Regions from separate parts of the Mus musculus genome. Here region 2 is linked to region 1. The links are chromatin contacts, called in public promoter capture Hi-C maps. All regions are on one chromosome and are shown on one strand. The core of a region is the stretch at or near the end of the contact, and the rest is flanking DNA. Distances in the headings are between cores, read along the strand shown.

Region 1 (6,973 bases), core at 4,013-6,512:
TGCTACTCCTTAAGCATTCAAATGTGTGTCTGTGGGGACCATTCTTTATTTGTTTGTTTGTTTGGGTTTTTTTGTTTTGTTTTGTTTTTTTGTTTTTCAAGACAGGGTTTCTCTGTATAGCCCTGGCTGTCCTGGAACTCACTTTGTAGACCAGGCTGGCCTCGAACTCAGAAATCTGCCTGCCTCTACCTCCCAAGTGCTGGGATTAAAGGCGTGCGCCACCACCATCCGGCCTGTGGGGACCATTCTTATTCAAACCACAACAACCATACACATTAAATAAACAAACAAACAAACAAACTTTGATTTGTGTGTGTGTGTGTGTGTGTGTGTGTGTGTGTGTGTGTGTGTTTGGTTAAAGGTCCTCTGAATCAAGAACAGCTTCTTTAAAATTTGCTACCTGGGGACTGGAGAGATGGCTCAGTGGTTAAGAGCACTAGCTGCTATTCCAGAGGTCCTGAGTTCAATTCCCAGCAACCACATGGTGGCTCATAACCATCTATACATAGATGGAGATCTAATGTCCTCTTCTGTCATGTAGCATACATGCAGGCAGAATCCTGTGCCTTTAAATTTGCCCTCTGCAAGTCTGTTTTTAGGGATCCTACAAGACAGCAAACCGAGAAAGATGAAGGCAAAGAGTCCAAAAAACACAGGACCAAAGAGAAGTAAATTAAGGGGAACCCTGAAATAACAATGAAGGGGGGATCTCAAGGAGAATACTGTCGGCTGGAGCCACTGTCTATGGTGTCCAGGGAGTGTGCCACCAAGACTGAGCAGGCCTGCCTTTGAAGTGGCAAAGCTTTGAAACCTCAAAGCCTGCCTAGAGTGACATACTTCCTCCAGTAAGGCCATACCTCCTAAACATGCCCGAAGAGCACCACCAACTGGGGCTCAAATACTTAACACAGGAGCCTCTGGGGTCCACCCACATGCAGACCACCAGAGATGGAGATTCTTTCAGCTCTGACGGTGCCTCTCAGGGGGCGCCCAGGACATATTTGAACAAATAAATGAGATCTGTGACAGAATAGATGCCGGGAAGGGTGAACAGGGGAGTGGCTGTGTTTCATAAGTGTCAACCCTCTTTGTCTTGAAGGCTGTGCTCCTCTAAGGCCACAGAAAACCCAGGAAAGGCTGAGAAGGGAGAAAAAGTCAAAAATCAAAATTGAAGCTATTAATCTGTTTTCTAAAAGATCTGGGTGCTGGGAATGGTGTCACACATTTAATCCCTGCACTCAGAGGCAGAAGCAGATGGATCTCTGTAAGTTCGAGGCCAGATTGGGGTCTATGTAGTAAATTCCAGGCCAGCTGGAGCTACACAGTGAGAATGTCTTTAAAAAAAAAAAACCTGGGAGATGTCTAGCCCTGAATGAAACCTTGTCCCAAACACTACTCTGTCACCAATACCTTACCCCAGATTTAAGACCCACCCTCCAAGCACTTACCCCAACAGCTGAGATGCCCAACACTAGGGGGCACTCTTCCATCACAGTGGCCCTGTCCTCACTCCTCCTCTAGGGGAAAAAGTGGAGGCTCTTTTCTGTAAAGACTGACACCCCAGAAACTCCTCATGTTGGATGCAGCTTCTTGTCACGGCTAGAGAGTCTTCCCAGACATCAATGGCTCATCCACTAAATCATTATCCACCATTCTTAGTTTCACAGCAAGTAGAGGTGTCAGGGGTTAAATTCATCTGTCTTAGTTCAGGGGCCTGAAGGTGGCAGCTCTGGGCTCCCTTCCCCATCCTCCGTGTGACAGCTATCTAGAGAAGAATAAACTAAAGGGCATCCTTCTGCAGTTTCTTCTTCTATGCCAACATCCATTTGCCATGACTTCCATGTGGAACTAGGTTCATGGTTGGTCTGGCCACATGTACACCCACACGGGGAAGGAAATGGAGCAATGGGCAAAACTCCTCTCTCCTTACCATGGCCATGGATAACCCCACTCCTGCAGCATCACCAGACTGAAGACCCACAGAGGATGGCCAGAGGCTCGAGGAGTACACGCAGCCCGGAAAGTCCAGCCCCTTCGGTTGTAGAAAAGCCACTCCATACCTTCACAGACACGGGGCCTTAATTCACAAATGCTCCATCTTTTGAGGATTTAACCCCCGAGGACACAGCCCCTTCCCAGCTACCCTATGTGAGCCTGCTGGTCTGAGACCTGGGAAGAAAAAGAGGAGGTCACAGTGATGGAAAGCTGGGGATCTAAAGCAGAGGTAGGGGCCATTGAGGATGAGCAGAAAGTGTGCAGAAAAACAAAACAAAACAAAACAAAACAAAACAAAACAAAAACCACCAAAGGCTCTTGCTTGGCTCCTCCACCAGTGGAACAGAGAAGGGTTGGTATTTTCATCTCTGTGGCACTTACATCATCAGCTCTTCTAGTGTTTTGTTTCTGGCCCTGGATACTAGTCGGCTTCCTGTTCCCATAACCTGTCAAGTAGAGTGTCAAGGGAAGCTGGGAAGGGGAATTTCACAACCAGCTGGTTTCCTTTGATGTTGCCACGAGAGCCCCAGAGTCCCTCCCCCCACCAACCAACCATTTGGGAAGTAAGTAAGCAGGTCTCTTCTGGGTAGCTCAAGGCAGGGGGCTCGGCAGAGGACCTGCCCTCACATTCCAGCAGGGGGCTGGGAGGTGCAGCTGCCTGATCAGGATGAGGAGGGAGGAGAGGGTATGGGCATCTGAACAATTTGCTAAACCCAGAACACACCTCGGATGCAGCCACACCCCTGTGAGCTGAGCTCTCCAAAGCAATGGCTTTCTCTGAGAACTGGGTCAGCTTTGCAGCTATCCCCGGGCAAGTTTCCAAACCCAGCAAGTCCCAGAGTCATCAGGGAAGAATCGTTACCTGCAGGGGGTGGGGAGAAATCAGGGAGAGAGAGACCGAGGTGAGGTAGGAAGCACCTGCCTCCCTACTTGGGTCTCTTTCTCCCTGTTCTCAGTGAAGATGGATGTGCAAGCAGGCTGGCCACCCCAGGGCCCACCAGTGTTTAAGCTCCCCTGGGACATTTGAGACAAGGCCACGGTCTCAATCCAGCACCCTGCAGAGCCAGGTGTGGTTGCCAGCTCAGGCAGATTCCACTGAGGCCTCAGGCCTGACCTTCTTGCAAAGAGGAGAAAAAAAAATGTGTGTAAATTCCATCTGAGACTCCCTCCCCAGACTCTGTCCCTTTGAGCCACATACCTAAACTGACTCAGGGCTTGTTTTGGACTGAAGTAGGCTTGCCCACCCCCCCAAATTGAACCTTTGGATTCTAGCTGCCTTAAACTGGCCCCTTTCTCAGAGTATCTCAGGAATGCTTGTTAGTCAAACATTTGTTAGGTGTCAGTGAATCCCAGGACTGCGCCATATGGCCTTTCCCCTGATTTTGTAATGCAGAGCATATGTGCCTGCACCTAGTAGGTGTCTCTCCACCAAGGGTTTCCAAGAATGCTGCCCATGAAGTGAGGGCACCTGGGAATCCCTTCTCTAGTCTTTGTCATAGGCTCCTACCGCAGCCAGCGGGGACAATGGTGTGTGTGTGCGAGCCACAATTTCTCTTTGTAAGGTAGCCTTTAGCTTGGCACATTTGTTATTTTCTCATCTGTGTCAGACACAAACAGAATCTAAAATGCAATATTTGGATTTCAAGTAAAACATATACACATTTTTTTGTTTTCTTTTTAGGCTTTTTGTTTTATCTTATATGTATGAATGCTTTGCTTGCATGTACGGTCAAACACCATGTAGGTGCCTCGTACCAGCATAATTTAGAATTGCCTATCAGATCCTCTGGAACTGGAGTTACAGATGGCTGTGAACCACCAGGTAGGTGCTGGGAATCGAAGGCACATCCTCTGTAAAGGCAGCAAGGGGGGTTAACTCCTGAGAACCCCTCCCTTTTAAAGGAAAGCTTTATACAAAAATAACCACATCCCTGACTATTGAGTTTGAAAGGTTTCTTGTCCTTGGTCCCCTCCAGCAAACTTAGGAATTGAGAACGCCGAGGGAAGGAGGGGGTTGGGCCCGGCAGTCCCGCAGCAGAAATTGGTCCTGATTCGAGGTGGATGGGACTGAGGAATGCACGCTCTAACCAGAAAGAGGGTGGGGGGGGCGGGGAGGGGAGGGAGTCAGAGCAGCTAAGCTGGAGGAGTCTCCTGGGGAAGTAGAAGGGTCCAAATGACAAAGGAGTCGATTCCACACCAAAAGCCAGAGAAGCGGAAGACAAAGAGGGTTGGCTAGGTGTAGACGAGGTGGAAAAGACACTGAAACTCGGGACAGGTAGGTGGAAGCAGAGACTCTCTGCCTTGTCAGGTTACGGAGACCGGATTTTGAAGACCAAGAAAAGGGACCTGGCTTCATTGGCTACTCTCTGTGTGACCCTAGGCAAGTTGTTTAGACTCTCTGAACCTTGGTTTCTTATTTATTACAGACATGATAAGAGCACCGTCGGAGGGTTACTGGAGTCGGATGGCCGAGTAAAAAGCAAGTGGTGACCCGCCGCGTGCTTGGCTTAAAGATGAGCGGAGTTAGGGAGGAGTTGGACCGAATGCCCAGTGAGTGGTTGATTCATTTAGTTAGGTAGTGGGTTAAATCCACCAGATTTTCAACCCAGATTCACACACTTCCTGTAGAGGCAGGATTAAAAGAGCTGGCCAAGGTGTTTGTAAACAATAAAAGTGCAATTCAAAGTTTGCCGCTGGGGGGTGAAATAGTAGGAGTTAGGAAAGAGGCTGGGCAGCGGCGGGCCGAAACATCGTTTCGTCTGCAACACTGTCAAGGCTGGGCGGATGTGAACTGCTGTGCAGTCCTCCCGCCATTTCCAAAACGCCACAGACCCTTCTTACAGCCACCATAGGGGCGTGAGAGGCTGATCCCTGGAGTCGTCCCTCGGTGCCTGTAGGAATGGAGGGTGAGAACCCGGTGCGGGCAGTGGTGGGGCGATCTTGGGACGAGTTGGTTAAGACACTCCCAACAGCTAGGACACAAAGCAGGGTGGCAGGGAATGAATGCCGCACGGCCGCCAGAGCCCAGAGTGGCAAGGGGACAAGGCTGAGGCCAGCCCAGCGGCCAGCCGCAGCGCCGCCTCCCGGGAGGAAGGCGGGGGCTGGCCCGGGGAGCGGAGGGAGGCGGAGAGCGGAGGAGGGCGGCGCGCTGAGAGGTTATTTGTGGTTCGCTTTGATCCCGAGGGGGAACCTGAAACTCTCACATTCCTGGCATAGCAGCCGCCTCCAGCGCGGGCTGACCTAGAGGCTGCGCACTGGGGCGCGAGCAAGCAGATCATCGGCGCCACCGACTAGTGCGCACCTCCGTTGCTGACTGTACCTAAGCCGAACCGGGTCTGCGTGCGCCGGCAGCCGCGGGCCGCAGCGGTAAGCAAGGTGCCGGGCACTCCGGGCAGTGCGCGAGGCCGGCGGGGACGCTTCCCAGCAGCAGCGGGACACCGCGATCAGTCCGACCCTTTCTGGAGATCGGAGCTGGGGTGGACGAGCCTCCCCGGGAGCGGGAGGGGAGACTGTGAACCCTTTCGAGGATCGATCCTGGGTGTCTAGCCTAGACTGCTCGCGCTTTTGTGGGGGTGAGGACACCATTCTCCGACCCACTGGGGCTGGAGGAAGGACAGAGGATCAGTGTTTGGGAGTGTGCGTCTCGCGTGCGGGGCAAGTGAAAAGCTGCGGTAGGCATATCTCGCTGAATTATGAGGTTACCGTGGCTGCTTTGTCTGGATTGGGGATACAGGTGGCTTTTACCCTCAGCTAGCTCAAGAATTCCTCTTTGTCTTCCTTGGAAAATCCTCTGCGGAGCCACGAACTGGCTCTCACTTAGAAAGAATGCAGCCTGCTGTCCAGTCCGGTGACGTCAGCGCTGAAGTATTTGGAAAACAAAGAGGGTTAGGGAGAGAGGCGTACCCGCGATGCTTAAAGACCTCTCGCGGTTGCGGGTTTTGCTCGCCCGGGGCGCTCGGGCAGCCACCGGTGCTAGTGGTCTGCCTCGGTAGAGGTGAGTAACGCCGGGACCCTGGACTGGCCTGGTTGACTTGGAGACTAGCGTTGGTTCCTTTTGCTGGAGTGAGCCCAGGCCAAGGCCAGAGACCCGTGTTTGCTTAGAAAGGTGGCTGGTTTTCCGAGTGCAGCGCTCCAGTGCAGCCCAGGTACAGCGCCCGTGTAAGGAAGTTGATTTTCAGTAAGTGCTCTTATATAAGTATTTGAAAGAAAGATTGTGCATCTAGGGGATTCGATTGGGACGTTTGTGCGATGAAAGGCCTCGGAAATGTTCGGTGCTCCGAGAGCCTGGCTCATAGTCGGCGCGCCTGGAATCTGCCGGGAAGGCTCAGCATTCCTTCTAGCCGCTCCCGGATCCTTAGCGCGAGTCAGCCCAGACAGTGATTAACTTAGGAAATACCGCGTAGAAAAAGCCGCGTGTGAGCAGACTCTTCAAGTCTTACACATTGCAGGGTGCAGTTGGGGGGGGGGGGGAGGATTAGTTGCTGGCTTGGGTATCGTCAGGGCTCATTACCTTTCTCCAGCTCTGCCAACATACCATTCCCAAACTGAGGTAGGACAGGGGGCTAGCATTAGTATGGCACAGAAAGGGGCCACCACCCCCTTCCTTTGTCTCCCCCCTCGCCTCATTACCCCATCAACTGGCATAGGTAGTTGTTACTAATATCAACAGAGATGCAGAGGGATCATCCCCTGTGTGCCTCTAGCATACACGTAGGGAGGGGTTTTTCTAAGTAGCAAATGTGTGTGCCAAGAAAAGAGGTTGGTGGTCATGGAAAATGTTTCCCTGGCTCAGTTACTGCAAGCTCCCCTCTGCCTCCTCACCAATTTCCATGGGGCTTCTTGTGCTGCTCACCTTGCAGAGTGGCTGCTAAGGTCATCTGTGACAGGGAGACTCAGATTTATTTTATCAGCAGCCTTTGAGCCCAGGGTCTGGCTCACGCGTCTTTATTCTAAAGAATCAATGGAATTATTTGCTTAG
Region 2 (7,126 bases), core at 3,031-5,530, about 12 Mb after region 1:
GAAAGGAGTGGAAAGGGGGCGTCCATCCTCCAAGGAGGGAAACCCTGGCTTTCCCTCAAGGTGGTCTCTGGAGGGATAAGGGGGGCTTCGAAGGTGTGGGCGGGAGGACCACCTCCTTGAAGCTGTAAAGGAATACTACAAAGCTGACATGGTCTCAGACCCCCCAACGTGGTAGGTATGCATTTATGACAGGAAAACGGAATGAAAACTGAGCAAGAGGGCAGGTGATAGGAGGCATGGAGGAAAGAAAGCATTCATATGAAGAAGCCATCGAGAGATTCATTTTGTCTGCTTACTACAAAATGTTTTGTGTTGTTCTGAGGTAAAGCCCGTCATGGTAGCTCACATCCATAATGTCAGCATTTGGGAAGTTAAGGGAGGGGATGACTGGATCCGAGACCAACTAGCCTGGGCTACACAGATCCAAGCCAGCCTAGACAAGACCCTGTCTCAAAATACACACGCAGGGAGTTAGCCTTCCTCAAATCAGCCTTACCAAACACCTACAGCTGACTGGAGCATCCGTGAATAAAAATTAACAAAAAAGGTGACCCTGCTGCACTTCCTCTCCCCCAGTGGAGGGAAACCATCCCTTTTCAAGGGGCCCTTCCCTGCCTGGTCCTCGAACCTGATCCTAGGATTAGGATGAAGTGAACCGGCTCCATCTTCCTGCTCAGGGGATTTTCTAAAAGTAATGAAAGGACATACCAGAAACATCCAACCACAAATGCGAGAAAACGGGAGTCAACCCTGGGCTGAAAACCCAAGTGTGTCACTGACTTCACTTCAAAATTAACCTTTAGAAAGTTTACTCTCTTAGCACTACAATTAATTTTTTCCCCCAACCTCAGTCAATTTAAGGCCGTCAGAGGATAACTCCGCCCTCCTCCCCAATAACGTTAGACCGTGGACCCCGCTGCGGCGGTGGTCGCAATCCCACACTTAGCCTAGCCGCGCGGGATTGTGTTTGTCCCCTGCTGTCCTCCCAACGCCAGGAATACCTCCGCAAATCGCACAGGGTCTCAGGCTCACATGCAGATTGAGACCAGGTTACCTAACCCATCAAGGATAAGAGGGGTTCTGCCTAGCCTCTGCTCTCAGCTTCCAGTGGGGTTCTCGGGAACAGAAGGGGGCCAATACCAAAATAAAAATAATGCCCAAAGGGGTAGTCAGGTCTGAGGGCGGCAGTGCAGCCCTCTGATACTGTATGCCCCCGTCCGAGCTGCGGGAGGCTCCGAGTTTTTCCAAGGCAAGTAGAGCGCCTGCGGATGCAGGGTGGCTACCCGGTCTGCGCGGGTCGGGAGATGGGGCCAGAGACCCAACTGCGGTGGTCCCAATCTGGCTTCTATCTCTCTCAAGGGCCCCCAAGGAGGTCACATGGTCACTGCACGTGGGTACTCACCGACCAGAACATGCTTTTACATAGTGCGTAAGACAACTGTAGAATTAAAAATAAGGACTTAATACAGGGTCCCTTGGTTAGTAAAATGGCATAGGCAAGGCCCCTTACCAACATCCTGGCAAACAACGCGGTAAATGCCAACCTGTGCAAATGACAACAAAAAAATCAAGTCGTCCGGCCAACCACGCACGCGGGAAGCCACCCCGCGGTGCAACCATCCCTTCCCCTCCCAAGAGCCCTCTCAGCACGTTGGGCGGCCTCTGGCGGGCCCACACAAAAGAAGTCCACGACTCCACAAACATACTCATCTCCACAAAACTCGTGCCCAACAAGATAAGCCCACTGTACATTTTATCACACAGGAGAAAAAAATATTAATAAATGAAGTTTGGCTAGAGATGACTTATTGGTTAAGAGGCATTTGCCGTAAAACCTGAAAGACCTGACTTGGGTCCCCGGGTCCCACTTAGTGAGGAAAGGCGACTCCTGAAAATGATCCTGACCTACACACGAGTACAAATAAATGGGAAAAAAAAGCAAAAAAAAAAAGAAGGGAAATTCAAGGGCAGACTTGGGTAGCATAAGCTCTGGGTTCGAACCTCACCACTAAAATTAAACAAATGAAAACAAAAAAGGAGGGAATCTCGTGTTTTGGGACTCCTCGGACATGCAGAGAAGGAAACCGTCCTCAAATCCTGGTTCTCCGAGAAACTTGGGGGTTTGGGAGAGGCGATAATACAAGTCCACACACACACAAAAAAGTAAAATAAAATAAAAGTCCCTTTGCCCTCGCCCGCGCCCCACGCGCACTCACCTCATCGTCGTGGTGCTGGCAGAAGCCGAGGCGCTCCGGGAACACCGAGAGAATGGAGAAGGGCGCGCCCGCGAAGGGCGGCCCGAGCCCCAGCTGCTGTGCCGCGGAGGCGGCCGCAGGCCCCGGAGGGCCGCGCTCGATGTAATGGTCCTTGGTGAGGCGGACGCGCTGGTGCGCGCGGACACAGTTGTCGCACAGGTGTTCCTGGCAGTCGAGGCAGCGCGACGAGGCGGCGTTGCCCTCGTCGCAGGAGCTGCAGCCGTGCGGCCGGCGCATCAGCAGCGACCCGGGGGAGGCGGCCGGGCCGGGCGGCGGCTGCGGCGCTGGAGCGGCGGCGCGCTGGGCCGGGTGGTGCGCATGGTGCCGGTGGTTGCTGTGGCCGCCCGCGCCCCCGGGGCCGCCGCCCGCGCGCCCGTTCTTGGGCGGCGGCTCTTCGGCGGTGGCCACCACGGCGTCCAGCAGGTTGCTGAGCAGGAAGGCGGAGGATGGCAGCGCGTCCATGCCCGCCGCCTCGGCCAGGACCACCTTCTGGTCACATACGGGGCAGCGCAGCTTCAGCGCCTCGGCGGGGCCCGCGCCTCCGGGAGCGGGCAGCCGGTGCGCCTCGAGGCACGGCCGGCAGAAGGCGTGCAGGCAGGGCAAGACGTGAAGACGCCGCGCCGCCGCCCCGGGGCCGCCGCCGCCCGCCGACGACGTGGAAGTCTGCGAGGACGACGACGAGGCGGACGAGTTGGAGGAGAGCGGCGCGGGCGAGCCGCACATCTCCTTGCACAGCAGGCAGATCTGGAAGTCGGTCTCCGGGAACGAAGCCATTTGCAGGCGGGCTGGAGGGCAGAGGGCGCGCGGCGAGGAGGATGAGGGCGCGCGGCTCACTCAGCAGAGCGCATCGAGGACGCGGTGGAGGCGACCCCTGGGCCACCTCGGCAGGGCGGGTTTGCACTGCTACTCCTCAGCAAACGAGCGCCCGCACAAGTCTCAAAGTCCGCCGTGGAATCCGGTCCCCGCGGCGCAAACCAATTTGGTCCCAACGAGTCTTGCTTGTGTTGTTTTTTTTTTTTCCTTGCCCTCCGGCTAAATGAATTGAGCCTCCTGGAGGGAGGGGAAAACGTCCGGGAGTCGCAGCAGTCCAAGTCCCCGCGCGCGCCGCCGGCCGCCCCGCCGCATGACGCGGCGGCAGGAGCTCCTGCGTGGCGGCCGAGGCGCAGCCTCCCCCGCGGCGCGGTCGGCTCGGGCGCGCAGCTGCGCCTCGTGCGGGGGCCCCCGGCCCGCGGAAGCACGCGTGCCAAGTACGCACGCGCGCCCCACACGCTCCGCGCCCGTGCGCAGCCCTGCCGGGCCGCGGTCTCTATGCGCTCACACGCGCGCGCGCCCCACGCGGCCCGGCGCCCGCGTGTCCTCCGGCCTCCTGGCTCGCTCTCTAGCGCGCGCTCCGACCCTTCTCCGGCCTCAGGCGCTCCGCGGCGCGGGGCCGCAGGTCCCCGCGGGCCGCCCTGAATTATTCATCGGCGGGAAGATATTGGATGTACGGGCCGCCCGCTCCGCGCGGGGCCGTCGTGCAATGCTATCCGCGTTCCGCGCGAGCCGCGCGCCCCTCCTCCTCACGGCCGTCCTCTCCGAAACCTGGGCAGCGAAGGAGGATCACATTTCCTTTGTCATCGGGCCATTTCACCCTCGCTTGGGTCCCCCCTTCAATCCCGGAGCCTCGGGAACCGAGTCTCCCTCCCGGGCTTGCTCGAATCAGAGGAGTACGCGAGGGACCCGCGCGGCCACTTCGGGAGCCGCGTGGCCAACGCCGCCCGCGGCTCCCGCCTGCGTCATCCTCCTACGAACGATTCGCCGAGCGGGGATGCGGGTGGCCCCGGCTGCGCTGCGCCTACCGGGCTCAGGCTCTCCCGATGCCCTGGTGTCCTGGGTTGCTTTGGGCTTTATTTTGCACGACTCCCCCGAACGAGGGGCTGTGTGCGTGCGCGTGTCCCCCTTCTTTCTCCGCTTTGCCGCCTCTCAGAACGCGGGTTATTGGGACTGATCGGAATTCGGAATCCTTTTAATCTCCAAAGGAGCAAACTCACTTCCGCCCGAGTGCTGGGAGGGGTGGGGGAGGGGAGGCCGGGGAGGGGGTTCCAGGCAAACAGGAAACATTAGCCCTCTTGGCCCGGCCGGCTTTTGTGTACGCCTCCCCTCCTCCCACCACCCTCCTCCCCCGCTCCGGCCGCGGGGGAGACGATCGCCCCCAGGCCTCAGTGTGACGACCTTTGGAACCTCCTGGGCGAGGAACGCAGAGCGACTCTTCCGTTTATTAAAAAAAAAAAAAAGAAAGAAAGAAAGAAAAAAAGACTTCATTCTGAATCTTTGCCTCTTGGAAGCTGATGGCCACTGCCCCGGAGAGCTAGGTCCCCCCACCCCCAACACCACCATCACCCCCTTTTTTTTCTCTTCCTTTTCCTTTACATTTCTCTAGGACTCTACAAAGCTGAGACCGACCTCAAGCATCGCACAGTTGTGCAGTTGGATGCATGGAACTAAACGACTCTGAATTCTGGACGTCCAAGGGGCTGGTTGCTCTCAGTTTTAATGGGAGCCCAGGCAGCTGTTAAGAGAAGGCGACCCACTGACGGGCCCCGCGGCCATCTGGGTGGTGCCCCAGGCGGTTCTGAGGGTGAAACTTTAAGGCTCTCAGAAGAAAGACTTGGAAAGGCTGCTCTCAGAACTTTTTTTTTTTAATGCTACTTAAGATGGGTGTGGTGGTGTACCCATTATAATTCAGCAAGCAAGAGGCTAGGGCAGAACTACACTGTGAGACCCTCTGTCAAATTAACTCGCGAGTAAAATACATAAACAAATGCCATCAAGCTGTGTATAAAATTTCACTCTGTAGATTATACTTTGAAAGGAAAAAGACTGCACGCTGGACCCTCACACGTTCAAGATCTGGGCTACATGAAACCTCTCAAGAAAGTGATGAAAGAACTGGAAAGGTTAGCTCTGCAGTCCATCAAGAGGAGAGTTCAATTCTCAGAACCCCACTTTGGGTGGCTCTGAACTTCTTGCTTCATGTGCACATACCCCCACATAGACACACTGTGTGTGTGTGTGTGTGTGTGTGTGTGTGTGTGTGTGTGTGTGTGTGTGAGTGTGTGTGTGTGTGTGTGTATGATTATGAAAGCCTAGAAGAGAATGTAGCTTCCAATCTAAGTAACCATTCCTGGATCGTAATGATACGGATAGGATGCAATTCTAGATACTGCCTTTTATTCATGGGGAAAAAAAAAAAAAACAACAACAGAAAAGATCATTCTAGAAACATGAATCCATTCTGGACAGGCTGCTGAAGAGGCAAATCCCTTGGGGCTCAGATACTTCAGGGACAAGCCACACACACACACACTCCTCTCCCCCACCCCCACCCCCCACAAGTGACCTACAGCATCATGGGAAGACCAGAGACCCCTCTGCTTTCCAGAGCTCCACTGTCCAAACAACATCGAAGATCCCTTTGTGACCTTCTACTCCTGGGATGTGGAAGTGAAAATTAACTATGGGCCCTCCAAAACTGAACAGAGCTCCCCTAAACAAAGATGGGAGACTTTATAATATAAAAATGAGGACCAGAAGGAACTCTCCTTTCTGTTTATAATGAAATTGTTAGGGAAGGCTTCAAAAAAAATTTTAATGACCGTTTGGGCACAGATCTCTCTGCAAGGTAAAGGCACTTGCTACTAAATCTGAATTTTTAGTTCAGTTCCCGGTATCACAGGGTGGAAGGAGAGAAGCACATTATCTTCTGTGGCAGCAAGAATACATCACACACACACACACACACACACACACACAGTGCACACACATACACACACACACATACACACACACACACATACACACACACACACACACACACATACACATACACACACATACACACACACACATACACAAACATACACACACATTCACACACACACACACTCACACACACATACACACTCACACATACACACACACACATACACACACATACACACACACACATACACACACACATACGCACACACACACACAAGTGTAAAGTGTAACACAAGTTTATCTAAAGATGTATTGTGTCGTATAGGTGTGTGCACAGGTCTCCACTGACACCAGAAGGGGGTATTAAGATTCCTTGAAATTGGAGTTACAGGGATTTCTCAAGCTGCTGATATGGGTGCTGGGCACTGAATTCCAGTCTTCTGGTGGAACAGTGTGATGGTTTATATATATATGCTTGAGGCAGGGAGTGGCACTATTAGGAGGTGTCGCCATTTGGAGTGGGTGTGTCACTGTGGGTGTGGGCTAATACCCTAGTCCTAAGATGCCTGGGTTCAGTCTTCCACTAGCAGCCTCCAAATGAAGATGTAGCACTCTCAGCTCCTCCTGCACCATGCCTGCCTGGATGTTGCCATGTTCCTGCCTTGATGATAATGGACTGAACCTCTGAACCTGTAAGCCAGCCCCAATTAAATGTTGTCCTTATTAGAGTTGCCTTGGTCATGGTATCTGTTCACAGCAGTAAAACCCTAACTAAGACAAGCAGTAAGCTCTCTTAAATGTTCAACCATCTCTACAGCACCTAAACGTTGTATTGATAAAAAAAAATAGGGGCAGAAGCTGGACATGGTGTCTCAGTATCTGCAATCCCAGCACACAGAGGTTAAGGCAGGAACATTGCAATCAGTTCCTGGCCAGCCTCCGTCTCAAAAGACAAGACAAAGCAATAAAATTAGCGGCTGAAGCTTGGTATGGTGGCACAGCCTGAAATGCCAGCATTTGGGAGGCCGGGTTAGCAAAACTGAAAGGCTTAGGCCAGCCTGGGCTGCATAGTGGTACCCTGTCTCAAAAATAAGTAAGTAAGTAAGTAAGTAAATAAATAAATAAATAAA

What was found. Promoter capture Hi-C pulls out the DNA fragments that hold promoters and counts their contacts.
Region 2: a promoter capture Hi-C map of cranial neural crest shows a contact between it and region 1. The contact joins the promoter of Trim71 here to the promoter of Amotl2 in region 1.

What each region holds. Positions count from the first base shown.
Region 1 is chr9:102,712,542-102,719,514 of GRCm38.p6, forward strand. It overlaps Amotl2 (angiomotin-like 2), which reads left to right and starts at 5,263. Exons shown (of 10, transcript NM_019764.2): 1 at 5,263-5,361.
Region 2 is chr9:114,560,089-114,567,214 of GRCm38.p6, forward strand. It overlaps Trim71 (tripartite motif-containing 71), which reads right to left and starts at 4,281. Exons shown (of 4, transcript NM_001042503.2): 1 at 2,217-4,281. The coding sequence starts at 3,029.